Regions from separate parts of the Mus musculus genome. Here region 2 is linked to region 1. Evidence: chromatin contacts called from public ChIA-PET data. All regions are on one chromosome and are shown on one strand. The core of a region is the stretch at or near the end of the contact, and the rest is flanking DNA. Distances in the headings are between cores, read along the strand shown. Region 1 has its middle 33 kb from the start of Cmip. Region 2 overlaps Plcg2 (phospholipase C, gamma 2).

Region 1 (6,441 bases), core at 2,721-5,220:
CGACTCTTGCTGCCAGTGATCCAATCATAAATGCTTTAGGAATGAAGTCTGACTCAAGACAGAAAGCTGGACCCCTCCAGGGCTGCCCTGGCCACAGCCACTGTCCACACTCAAAGCAACCAGGAAGGTCTCACTCAGCAAACAAGGCAGTGAAGGCCCAAAGCAGCCACTTAGCACGGGGCAGGCCCCAATCCAGGCTTCTGCGTTCCTGGGAGCCTCAACATCCTTCAGTTCTCTGGCCCTTGCTGGAAAACTAGCGACGGAGGTGTGACTAGAAGAATCTGGGTGGGTCTCTTCCTACCCAAGTCGTGAGCAGAGCCCCGGGCAGAGAGAGAGGGAGGACTGTGATGACTTCACATGGATTAGGGAATCTTTGCAAGGACAAAGCATAGCTGTATACCAGCCTGCTGACCTTGCTCTGGGTGGGTGATGCCTATCCTTCCCGCAGAGGAGAGGCCAGAGCCAAACTTACCAAGTGCTTGCTTGCCACTGAGTCAGGCATATAAAAACACAAAGGATGCTCTAGTAGCCAGCTAAACGCTTCCTGACACCTGCTAGGTGCTGTTCCCTCCCCTTAAGAGACCCAGGATGCCAGCCAAGCTGTGACCCAGACTTCCTACCTTCCAATACCAGGATCACTTGGGAAGTCCCCACACCAGGGCTCCACCTGAGACCAATTAAACCCAACCTCCAGGCTGCCGCCCAAGTTTCCAAAGTGAGAGTTCCGGGCCGGGCATCCTCCACTCACAACTACCAAGCACCATCAGATTTTTTTGAGACTTATCTGTGCCCCAGGTTCTGCAAACGTCGCACATAGAAAATATTAGTTCCTTGACTCTTCCCGTGATCCTTCTATGGTTAGTGTTATTATCACGATCTCTGGTTTGTAGTTGTGACGGACCGAGGCACACGGCTGTGAAGTCAGTCAGCCCAGTACTAAGAAGTAGCTACTGAGGACCTAATCCTTGTATTGGAATAGGCTACACAAGCATGGAAAAAGAAAAAGCTCTAAAAACCAGAGTAGACCACAAACCAAGTATTATTTTAATAGAAAGGGCATGGGTTTGTTAGAGTTGTCCCAAGGATGCAACTCAGGATGTCAGACTTGTGTGACAAGTGCTTTACCCCTGTGCCATCGTCCCAGCCCAGAGGGACTTGCTTTTAAAAGATGTTACAGAAGAGGCCAAGAGCTAGCCCTCTCTGGTGTTGCTCTACCAGTGAGCTACATCCTTTCGTTTCTTAGTGATTTATAGACTTTTAATTCATGCATAGGAGTGCCTGCATGATGTCTGTGGATGTCTGTGTGCCAAGCGTATGCATGGGACTCACAGAGGCCATCATTATACCCTGGGTGGTTATAAGTCGTCATGTGGGTGCTGGAAAGTGAACCTGGACTCTGTGCAAGAGCAGCCAGTACTCTTAACTCCACCTCCCAGACCCTTGACTCTTTTGTGTTTGAGAGTGTACCAGGGTTTGGGAACACCCTCAGATATCTCATATTCATTGTTGTTGCTGTTGGTGGTAGTGTTATTCTTGATACAATGTTTCCTCTGGCCCTGAACTTGTTATTCTTTTTTTTTTTTTTTTTTTTTTGGTCCTGGCTGGCCTGGAACTCACTCTGTAGACCACGCTGGCCTCGAACTCTTTACACCTGCCTCTGCCTCCCGAGTGCTGGGATTAAAGGCCTGCACCACCACGCCCGGCTATTGAATTTGTTATTCTTGATACAATGTTTCTCTCTGGCCCTGAACCTGCCAAGCATCTTTGGGTGGCTGCCAACTTGAGTCCACTGTCTTTGCCTCCACAATGCTAGGATTCCTAGTGTTGACCACGTGCCTAACTTTGTAAAGTGGGTTCTGAAGATGGGTCCCAGGCCCTCCTGTTTTCTTTTCTTCTTCTTCTTCTTCTTCTTCTTCTTCTTCTTCTTCTTCTTCTTCTTCTTCTTCTTCTTCTTCTTCTTCTTCTTCTTCTTCTTCTTCTTCTTCTTCTTCTTTCTTTTTAAACATTTCATAAATTTCTTTTATTTTCTAAATGTTTATGTATTTATTTATTTTAAGATTTATTTATTTTATGTATATGGGTGTTGTGGTAAATTTTCAACCCAAATATGCCCTGGCAATGAAAGCATAACTCAATTAATATGAATACACGCTGTGGCATTGGGCAGAACTACCGCTACACTACCACCTTCCACATCTGTGAGACCCCTTAGAACTTGTGGTTTCTCCAGGCCATGCGCTTCTGCTCCGCTTTTCTTCTTCCTCCTCGGTGTCTTCTCCCTCTTCCATTTTTTCCTTCTTCCCTCTCTCCATCTTCAGCTCCACCTTCCCTTTTATCTGCCCAATCATCAGCTCTCCTTTATTTTAAAAATTAAGGGGGGTAGCAGGTTTACAGGAAATCACCTGAGTGCTGACTCATTCTTTGTTCAAAACCACTCACAGGAGAACGGAATTAACATCAAATATAATTAGCCCCAGAACTATCCACAACATATGGATACACTGTAACTGTACAGATGGTTGTGAGTCTTCATGTGGTTGTTGGGGATTGAATTTTAGGACCTCTGCTTGCTCTGGTGGCCCCGCTTGCTCTGGCCAACCCCACTCACTCCAGCCCAAAGATTTATTATTATAATTAAGTACACTGCAGCTGTCTTCAGACACACCAGAAGAGTGCATCAGATCTCATTGCGGGCGGTTGTGATCCACCATGTAGTTGCTGGAATTTGAACTCAGGACCTTCAGAAGAGCAATCAGTGCTCTTACCCACTAAGCCATCTCGCCAGCCCCTCCACCTGTTTTCAAGGCAAACACATTAGTAATGGAGCCATCTTCTGAGCTGCATCTGGCCTTCCTGAGCACACGGGCAGACTCCCTCAGTCTCCTTCCATCCCATGCATCACCTGGTTCATTCCAGGAAACATGGGGGACGTCACCTATGCAAGTGCATCCCATGGGGCTTTTGGGAACTTGGAGTAGGTGTATCAGACCCTCTGCCTTATGCACCAGCCCTTTATTGGAGCCTATCACACTAAGTACAACCAGTCTGGGGTGTCCCTGGCAAGTGGAGAAGGCCGCTCTGCACCAGAGCCCACACAGGACTTTTTCTCTGTTTCCACAGGGCCCCTGAGCACTAGGCAGGGCCTGAGTAGTCAGGGCTCAGTAGAGGGCCCACTCAGGAAAATAGACAGACCAACAGCCTCCAAGTGTAATGTGCTCAGGCTAAAAGCTCCAAGGACTTGTGGTTACTGCTGTCCTTCAAAATCCCCTGACATCTGTAATGGCAACTGTGGGCTCAGGACACAAGACTTTGTCTCCGGCTGGGGGCTGGCCTCAGTTTTCTTATCTGAATAATGGGCTTGATGATAATCCAGTCCCCGGGATACATTGTAACTCTCACTGAGAGACAGCTGTTGGGTGGGTGTTATTCTGTCCATGTAAACAAGATCAAAAGAAGAACCCTTGAGAGCTCTTAGTTTTTATTTGGTTTGAGGCTGAGTCTCACATAGCCCAGGTTGATTTCAAACTTACTAAGTAGTGGCCTTGACCTTGAAATTATGTTTCTTCTGCACCCACCATCTCAGTGTTGGGCCTCTAGGTGTATGTGCCCACTATAGTCCAGGCAGAGCTGTGGATGGAAACTTTCGCATGCAAGGTGAGCCCTCTACCAACTAAGCTACATTCTCAGATCAAGAACAGTACTTTTCCCCAAAAATACTTTTAATATTATGGGGATTTTGTGGGCTAGGGTGAATCCTTCACATCTTCTCTCCATGACCAGTTTCCTTGTCTTTGTTATCATAGGGCTACAAACTTCCAAATACTTTCTCATTCCTGGTTTAGTCTTCTGGCATCCAAGTGCAGTGGTAGAAATGGCCAGCAGAGGGCGTCGAAACCCACGAGGATTCAGCCTCTAGGCTCTCGGAGTGGTAGCCTGGAACCCGGAAGCAGGAAGAGAGCTCTAGCTGCCTGTCACCTGTGCCCTCCTAGCCAAGTTCAGTACAGAACCCTAGTACCCTGGGGACTTTGTTGCTGACGCAGAGGCAGAATTGGAAGTCCCTGCACCTTTCCCGATCCTGACCCAAAGTGGTCCCCGACTTCTGGAGATCTGATTGGCTCATACCCTGCCTCAGGGTAGCCATGACCACTGTGAAGGAAAATTGCTGGGAGGGAACTGCGTCTATAAATATTGATTGATCGATAAGGACTTCTGTGATGGGAGAGGTTGGAATGTTGCAGGTCCAGAGCCAGATTATCTTGGACCATCTTTAGCCAGTCGTAGCCATTTTTTTGCCCTCCTCTGTGTGTGACCTAACATCCTTCTGGTTATTAGTTAAGTTGTTTGGAATGCATAGAGACCCCCTCGCTCCTGACAACCCCAAAGCTAAGGATGTGGTCAGATAATATCTGGTGCCTCTTATAGACATGTCTCTGCGTTGCTGGGACCCACTTAACCTGGTGTCTCCACCAAAGTATTTAAAACACATTTATCTATGATTCTCCTAGTCCAGTTCCTATTAATAGTTTCATAAAACAGTTACTACACTGGAAAATGGAACTTGGGTACCTTGAATCTGCAGTGCATGGTCACTTAAATTTTTTTTCCCCCAGAAACAGTCTTTCATTCCTTTTAAAGTGAAAGCTGAATTTTTTGCATCAACACTACACAGTAGATGTTCTTTAAAAATTTTTTTTTAGATTTATGTATTTAATTTTATTTTTATTTTTTATTAGATATTTTCTCAATTTACATATCAAATGTTATCCCCTTTCCTGGTTTCCCCTCCTAAAACCCCCTATCCCCTCCCCCTGCTCACCAACCCACCCACTCCTGCTTCCTGGCCCAGGCATTCCCCTACACTGGGGCATAGAACCTTCACAGGACCAAGGGCCTCTCCTCCCATTGATGACTGACTAGGCATCCTTTGCTACATATGCAGCTGAAGCCATGAGTCCCACCATGTGTGCTCTTTGGTTGGTGGTTTAGTCCCTGGGAGTTCTGGGGGAACTGGTTAGTTCATATTGTTGTTCCTCCAGATTTATTTATTTATTTTATTTTAAGTATATGAACCTCTGGCTGGAGAGATGGCTCAGTCGTTACGAGCACTGGTTGCTCTTTCCAAATGTCTTTAGTTCAATTCCCAGCAACCACATTCTGGCTTACAACCATCTATAATGGGTCCCTGAGAGGACTACACACCTAAGTGTATATATGTGCACTGCATGGCACTGCACGTGTGAGTTGTACCTGTGGATCCCCTGGAACTGACGTCATCGATGGTTACAAGAGGAATAGACACAGGTCCTCTGTAAGAGCAAGTGCTCTTAATCATGATGTCCCACCTCCCTCCCCACCTCCGCCTCAGTGAACATTCTTGGCTGTGTCCAGCCAGTCAGTATCATCTGGTATCATCTGAGGATGACTTGCAACATCCTCAGGTTTGAATCTGAAGTAGAGACAGAGCAGTAAGACCCGAGAGTCCTGGTGTTATAAGAAGTCCAGACCCAGTGCAGTGGGACGAGGTACGACCTCTCTGTGGTGGAGCTGGGTGGGCAGGTCTGCGATGCTTCCACAAGCTCTAGGCAGTGATGATTCTGGGGAGCTTAGTCACTCACGCTCCTGGCAGACGGACTTGGGTAGGTTCAAGTTCAAAGTCTCCTGGCCCATCATGCTTCCTCGCCCTCTGGCCCTGGCTTGCGACTCCTCTGCCTGGATTTGTCTTCATTCAGCATTCACATGTCAGCATAGAAGGGGTTCTCACGGGACAAAGGTGCCCACTAAGTGTTCGCCTGGAAGGGTGGAATGACTCCAGACCTTCTCTGCTTATCCTATGCCCTGGTTACGTTTCCTACGGCCATGTCCCCATTGTGGCTGGCCTCAGTGGTCTCTCCATTTAACCCTGGCTCAACTCGGTGCAAAACCATTCCCCTGGTCTCCTGACCCAACACGTTGCCTTTCTGTTGCAGGCTGAATTCTCCAGTATATAACTTGCCTGCCTAGTCCCATCATTTCAGAAGTGTTGTCACATAATCACGCCAAGGAGAGCTAAACGGAAGATGGGTCGCCATAAAATTCCCACATAAGACACCGGGTATCCTCCCACACGTGAATCAGGACTCAGACGCTCACCCCCTTTTTGAAGCTCCCCGGGGAGGCAGCCACAGGTGTGCCTCGTGTGTGATTCAGACAGCAAAAGCGGAGGGACCATTGGTGACATCAATTTTCTTAAAAAGGTCACATCCAAATTTGCAGAGCCACACTCATTCCCTCCATGTACATGGTGACTGTACTATAAAATGTGATGTCGCTCTTCTGAAGAAGCAGGAAAAGAAAGCCCATTTGTATAAAAAAAATGAGGTTGGGTTTTAGGTGAGGCTCCTTTCGAGCCGGACTTGCGCCCACATGAAGGGACAGACGTCATTGTCCTAGAGAACTGTCCTA
Region 2 (6,441 bases), core at 1,071-3,570, 310 kb after region 1:
CATATACTTAGACATATTAGCATACAAGATACATATACATATATATATATCACACACACACACATATATAAATCAAACTAGAAAAGCTGTTATTTCTGCTTTCTTGGGGGTGGGAGCCTTTGAAAGTCCATCAACTTCTGCAGAAGAGGCAATCCTAGGCTTGGTAGGACACTTCAGGCCTGGCTCTTTGCTGTGACTGCATTTGGCTGGGTCATGACCCTCTTGTATGTGTCTTACATGCCATACATTAGGTACTAGAATTAAAGAGTAAAGCCACAGCTGAGGGGACATCCCACGTCGGGGGCATCCCATTTATTGCCACCTGGTGTCCTTTACTCTCCTTGTCCTTTCTCATGACACCACCTTCATTGGTGAACACCGACTCCCAAGGGTCATGCATTTGGGATTAAGGAGGATGTCCTGAGCTGGGGCGAGATGGACCTGGATGAAGAAAAGAAATTCAAAGATGTTGGCTCTGAACATGGCAAAAGTAGCCATGGGACAAAGAAGGAGAAACACTGTCCTTGCTTCAAAAGACATCAGACAGATTACAGTGTTTGAATCCCTCTCTCAAGTGATCTTAGATAAGGCTTATAGCTTTGTTCTTGCTGCTTTTGAGCCTAGCCTGGTCTTAAACTCACTATGTAGCTGAGGTTGACCTTGAACCTCTGATCCTCCTGTCTGCTGGGATTATAGGTGTAAGTGCCTACACCTGGTGTGTGCAGGGCTGGGGATTGAACCCAAGGCCATTCGTGAGTGCTAGGCAAGCACTCTACCAACTGAGCTATATAGATGCAGGGCTGCCTTGGAGAAGGCTTGCTCATCTTTCAAGCTATGTTCTGGGGCTGTGGTGGAGCTCGGTGGTAGAACCCTTGCCTCCTGAGCTCATGTAGGGCCTCCCCCAGCTCTACAGTGAAAAAGAGAGCAAGTCTGTTTCCGGCTCTGCTCAGCCGTGTTTGAGATCTTTCGTGCCTCGCCTCAGTTTCCTCTTGGGTATGGTGGGAAATCATAACAGCGGCTACGTTTTAGGGGGTTTTAACATATGCACTACCACATACGGAGCAGTTACAGAATGGCCATCTGTCCCCCGAGGTGTCATGGGGCAGGGGCTGGGGGACACGTTGTGTCCTGTCCACTACCAAATGTCATGCATGATAGGTGAAATTACTTGTTAACCAGATCCTTGGTCCTTGAAAAATCCCGATACTTCTTGATGAATCTACCCATTTTACAGATGCAATTGAGTCTCAAAAGGCAGGAGGTGCTTTCTGAAATCACCCAGTGAGCAGGGCCTTGGTTGTGGTTTTCTAGGACAACTTTGTTGTTTGTTTGTTTGCTTGTTTTTTGAGACAGGGTTTCTCTGTATAGCCCTGGCTGTCCTGGAACTCACTTTGTAGACTAGGCTGGCCTCGAACTCCGAAATCTGCCTGCCTCTGCCTCCCCAGTGCTGGGATTAAAGGCGTGCGCCACCACGCCCAGCTTTTAGGACAGCTCTTGAGGCAGCCAGAGTCTACAATTCAGGACCACTGGGTTTTCCAGAGACCACTGTCCACCTCTTATTAGAGTCTCTTTGTCTCATTTCCCTGTTGAGTTGGTGTTGAAATAAGAGACCATCCTAAGTTGGAAGTGCCCTGGTGAGTTCAAGGCCAGTTCAGTCATGACCTGTGCTTTAGGATCTTGGCGTCTTTCTATAGGCACAGAGCTGTTTTCAGACCCTCAAAACAAGCCTTTGCATTGATGAGCCCCAAGGAAAGAAGTAGATTTCGGCTGAGGGGCAGACAAATGACTTCAAATCCAAGCTTCAAGGAGGGACCAGCTGAGCCATGACATGCCTGCTAGAGAGTGGATGGATCGAGCCTCCCAGGGTGGCTCAGGCTCTGCAGGTCTGTGGTGGGGGATTGCAGGCTGTTAATGTGAAATCTCACCTTTAATGTGTTGACTCAGTTAAACACATAAACGGGCCCCCACCATCCGGATTTACTGGACACATCAGTAGCCACAGTGGCTCACAAGCTATAGGCTCTTCCAGGCAGCTGAACACTTTTTTTTTTTTTTTTTCGAGACAGGGTTTCTCTGTATAGCCCTGGCTGTCCTGGAACTCACTTTGTAGATCAGGTTGGCCTCGAACTCAGAAATCCGCCTGCCTCTGCCTCCTGAGTGCTGGGGATTAAAGGAGTGCGCCACCACCGCCCAGAAGCTGAGCACTTTCAAGGCTCTGAGCAGCCATGTGAGCTGCCTCTTCTTCCTCTTCTTGTAGCAGCCACAGTGTTGATCTGTGTGGTCTTGTTTGGTGGTGGCGTCGTCGTCGTCATCCTAGGAAGACATCTAAAGTTAAAAAACTCACTTTCCTTTCACGGACGCTTTTCATACCAGCCTCACAGAGTGCAGCTGTGATGTTTGAACATGATGGCAGCTGCAGAGAGCCTGCTGAGCTTTCTGCTCAGTTAAGTGAGAAACTCCTTCCTCACAGTCTGTGTTCTGCTCTTGCCACGAACTGCTAAAGTTCAGAAAGCTAACGGGGCGGGGCGCAGAAAGAACGGAGAGATGACAGAGCTCTGGTGCACATCACTAGAGTCCTGCTTGTAGGGTGACATTGAGTGCCATGTAGGCATCCTGACACCTATCCCACTGTTGGGGCTCTTATGTATTTGTTTTGCTTGGGCAGATTTGACTTTGGGCAAGAGATGTCCTTTGGCAGGCATAGAGGGAACAGAAGATAATAGCTTGTGCATTCTAGCAAGTGTCAAGGTCCTGTGACCAGAGAGTGGCTCTGCTAAAACCAAACCAAACCAGTAAGGGTAGAGTAGACAGAAGGGACAGTGGCTGGGGAGATGGGAATATATGTCCACAGAAGGGAAAAGCTATGTTGATCTTCCTTGCCATCCCACGCCTTCAAAAATAGTTGACTCAACCGATTTAAGTATTCAATATAATGATTAATTATAGGCAGAGCCATAATAGGGCCATCAGTACAGTCTAGGTTAGGACCTGGCCAGCTTCCAGAAGGCTCCATGGCTGTCTGTCGTTCTTGACTATCCATTCTCTCCTTAGCTGCTTCCCATCTTCTCCTCCCCCCCCCCCCGCCCCTTTTTGAGATAGGGTCCCCTCACATACCCTACAGTGACTTTGAACTTGCTGCACAGCCAAGGATCATCACCGTGAACTTCTGATCCTTCTGTCTCTGCCAGTGCTGGGCTGACAGGTGTGGCCCACCACACCAGTTTTATGATGGCAGGGGATGGAACTGTGCTAGTGCTCCACTGATGGAGTGTCCACTCCAGCTGCTCCTCGCTCTCTGATTATTGGAGCACACAGGGGTTTTGCCTTGGCTTATATGCGCGTGGGGGACATTTTTACCAGTACTGCCGATGTGTCCTTGTTGGTGGCTGGATGATGTCCCGTGGTGGGTAGGACCTGGCAGTCTTTTGGGTCTTCCATCACTGTGACTTTTGCTTATTCAGTCTCTGCCAACAGTGGAACCAAGGGTCTCCGGCTTTGCCCTGTTACTGTAAGATACCCACCTGCTTCTGCCCACACTCAGCATCAGGGGGAGAGATGGTCTTTCTCCAAACCCTACAGGTAGGACGTAGTTACTGTTTAGAGCAGGGTTGAAAAAAAATTTCCCAAAAAGGTTTATACACACATACTTAAACGTAAGGGTTTCTTTTCTTTTCTTTTCTTTTCTTTTCTTTTCTTTTCGTGCGGTGTTATTTATATTTAAAATTATTGTTATTGTTGTTTTGGGTGGTTTTATTTATTTATATTTAAAATGATTATTTTTGTTGGTGGTGTATATGTGTGCATGTGCACGGGGGCATGTGTGCATGTAGGTGTGTGTGTGTGAGAGAGAGAGAGAGAGAGAGAGAGAGAGAGAGAGAGAGAGAGAGAGCACGCGTGCGCGAGAGAGAGATTGGTATGTTTAGTGTTTAGTTCAGGTCCTTCCCTTTACTTGAGTTCCTGGGTACTACAGTTACCCTGGCTGTATTTTCCCTCACCAGGCCTGCTGACTTTGGCAGGGATCATGGGGTGAATCTCTACTGCAAACAGTGTCCTGTAAACACGTGTGAACCGAGGCATAGCAAGGAAGCCTTTAATCATGAGAAGGGTGTCTAGGTCTGGGCTTCAGTCTTGAGAAGGGGTGCCTGGGTCTGCTTACTGCCCTTGCCCCGTCCTCAGCTTCTGCCGCTTCCATTCCATTATAGGGGTGACACGTATTTTATTTTCATCTTATTTTATTTTATTTTATTTTATTTTATTTTATTTTATTTTATTTTTTGAGACGGGGTTTCCTTTGCAGCTCTGGCTGTCAAGGAACTCACTCTATACATCTGCCTGCCTCTGCTTATAGAATGTTGGGATTAAAGGCACGAGTCACCATTGCCTGGCTCTTTAATTAATAACTGTTTATGAAAAAAATTAAATGTAAATACCAACACATAGTAACACTGTAAACAGTACCATGCATCTACCTAGCTTGTTCATTTGTTGTCACATATATATTTAAGATCTGCCTCCCTGTTTATTTTGTTTGCTTGTTTGTTTCTTTGTTTTTTATGTGCCAGGATCAAACCCAAGGTCCTGTACATAGTTGATACAGCAGTAAAGAAATACTCAACAAAGAAGATCTCGGTATGGTGTGGTAGCTCATATATGTCCTAGCTCTTGAGAGGCTGAGGCAGGAGGACCACTCTGAGTTTGGGTTCAGCCTGGGCTACATAGTCAGAACTTGTCTTATAAAGCAAGCAAGCAAACAAACAGAAATTAGAACAGAGACAAACATATTGATCTCAGCTACATTGCAGCCCTCCTCTGGCTTTTATGCCTCTCTCCATTTATGTTCTTTTGCTCCAGGCTCCAGCTGGGTGCTTACAATATCTAGGTGCTCAGAACTCAGGTCTGCTTCTCTCCGATGCACTTGGCAGTGGGGCCAGATCCTGGTTTGTGTTGAGCCCTTCGCTTTCCAGGAGGTGCCGTGGGCAAGCATGTCATTTACCAAGGTTGTAGGCCAGCACAGGGTCCTGGAGGTGAGGCTGTGTATGTCTAGTCCCACCAACACGTGCCCAATCAAGGTGGATGTGGTGGTCTGAATGAGACTGGCCCCCATAGGCTCATATATTTGAATATTTGGTTTCCCATTGGTGGAACTGTTTAGGAAGGATTAGGAGGTGTGGCCTTATTGGAGGGGCCATGTCACTGGCCAGGGCTAGGGGAGGCTTTTGGGTTTCAAAAGATGTCTGCAATTGACAGTCTTCTCCCTCTGCTTTGTGGGGTTGTGGATCAAGATGTGAGCTCTCAGCTATTCCTCTGTCCCACTAGCATAGACTCTGTTTGAAACTGGAACCCAAACTGAACATCTTCTTTTATAAGTTGCCTTGGTCACAGGGTTTAGTCAGGGGCTTGGTCTGCTTTCCCACCGAGTCCTTACATGGCATCTGGCATATTCCTGAATGTCCTGGTTGCAAACTAAAGGATACAGACGAAAGATTGAGGGTTAGGGAGGAAATATCAAATATGCAATTGGCAAGTTGTCACTTGCTGAGGGTCACAGAAGGCACCAGAGGATACTTGGGGGTGGGGTGGGGGGGCGCTAACAGATCATAGTGAAAAGGCCTGAAAGGGGGAAGAATAGATTGTGGGTAAGAGAAGCAACCAGTGTATGTGTGTGTGGTGGGGGCGGGGGGGTGTGGAGCTGGTGTGAGCACGTGTCCAGGCTGTGTGGATTTGGTGTGAGCACATGTCCAGGCTGTGTGGAGCTGGTGTGAGCACATGTCCAGGCTGTGTGGAGCTGGTGTGAGTACTTGTTAAGGCTGTGTGGAGCTGGTGTGAGCACATGTCCGGGCTGTGTGGAACTGGTGGAGCACATGTCCAGGCTGTGTGGAGCTGGTGTGAGCAGATGTATGGGCTGTGTGGAGCTGGTGTGAGCACATGTCCGGGCTGTGTGGAACTGGTGTGAGCACATGTCCAGGCTGTGTGGAGCTGGTGTGAGCACATGTCCAGGCTGTGTGGAGCTGGTGTGAGCACTTGTTAAGGCTGTGTGGAGCTGGTGTGAGCACATGTCCAGGCTGTGTGGAGCTGGTGTGAGCATGTGTCCAGGCTGTGTGGAGCTGGTGTGAGCCTGTGTCCAGGCTGTGTGGAACTGGTGTGAGCACATGTCCAGGCTGTGTGGAGCTCGTGTGAGCAGATATATGGGCTCTGTGGAGCTGCTGTGAGCCCATGTCCAGCCTGGGGAGGACATGCACAGGGAGAGGGTGTCATGAGGCTCCAGGGAACAGCTGCAGCGTGTCCCAGCAGGGATGTCATTGCTTCCCCTAGACCACACCTCACGCTTCTCCATCTTACTGCTGCTCTGCCTGGAATACTTCTCTTTATTTATTTTAGATTTGTGTTGTAAATGTACGTGTATATGTGTGTGCCTACATGAATTTCTGTGCACCGTGGATA

What was found. ChIA-PET counts read pairs in DNA pulled down with a chosen protein or histone mark.
Region 2: a contact with region 1 is called in an RNA polymerase II ChIA-PET map of memory CD8 T cells, with 30 read pairs. The contact joins two enhancer-like sites. A contact is called at or near these places in 1 of 15 datasets of contacts at CTCF or cohesin (the NIH/3T3 cell line), 8 of 484 Hi-C or Micro-C datasets (the Ba/F3 cell line, CD4 T cells, CD8 T cells and 5 more) and 4 of 115 datasets of contacts at active chromatin or transcription factors (the HPC-7 cell line, T-cell acute lymphoblastic leukemia, large pre-B cells and 1 more).

What each region holds. Positions count from the first base shown.
Region 1 is chr8:117,220,846-117,227,286 of GRCm38.p6, forward strand. No RefSeq gene overlaps it. Among named protein-coding and RNA genes, the nearest start is that of Cmip, 33 kb to the right of the region's middle. Within about 2 kb of position 3,971, at least 169 of the 459 cell types and tissues checked have an H3K27ac peak or open chromatin away from gene starts, as enhancers often do. A contact at or near this core is called in CD8 T cells, DN3 thymocytes, Th1 cells and 1 more, where this site is marked.
Region 2 is chr8:117,530,316-117,536,756 of GRCm38.p6, forward strand. All of the region lies in intron 2 of Plcg2 (phospholipase C, gamma 2), which reads left to right. Among named protein-coding and RNA genes, the nearest start is that of Plcg2, 35 kb to the left of the region's middle. Within about 2 kb of position 2,321, at least 56 of the 459 cell types and tissues checked have an H3K27ac peak or open chromatin away from gene starts, as enhancers often do. A contact at or near this core is called in CD8 T cells, DN3 thymocytes, Th1 cells and 1 more, where this site is marked.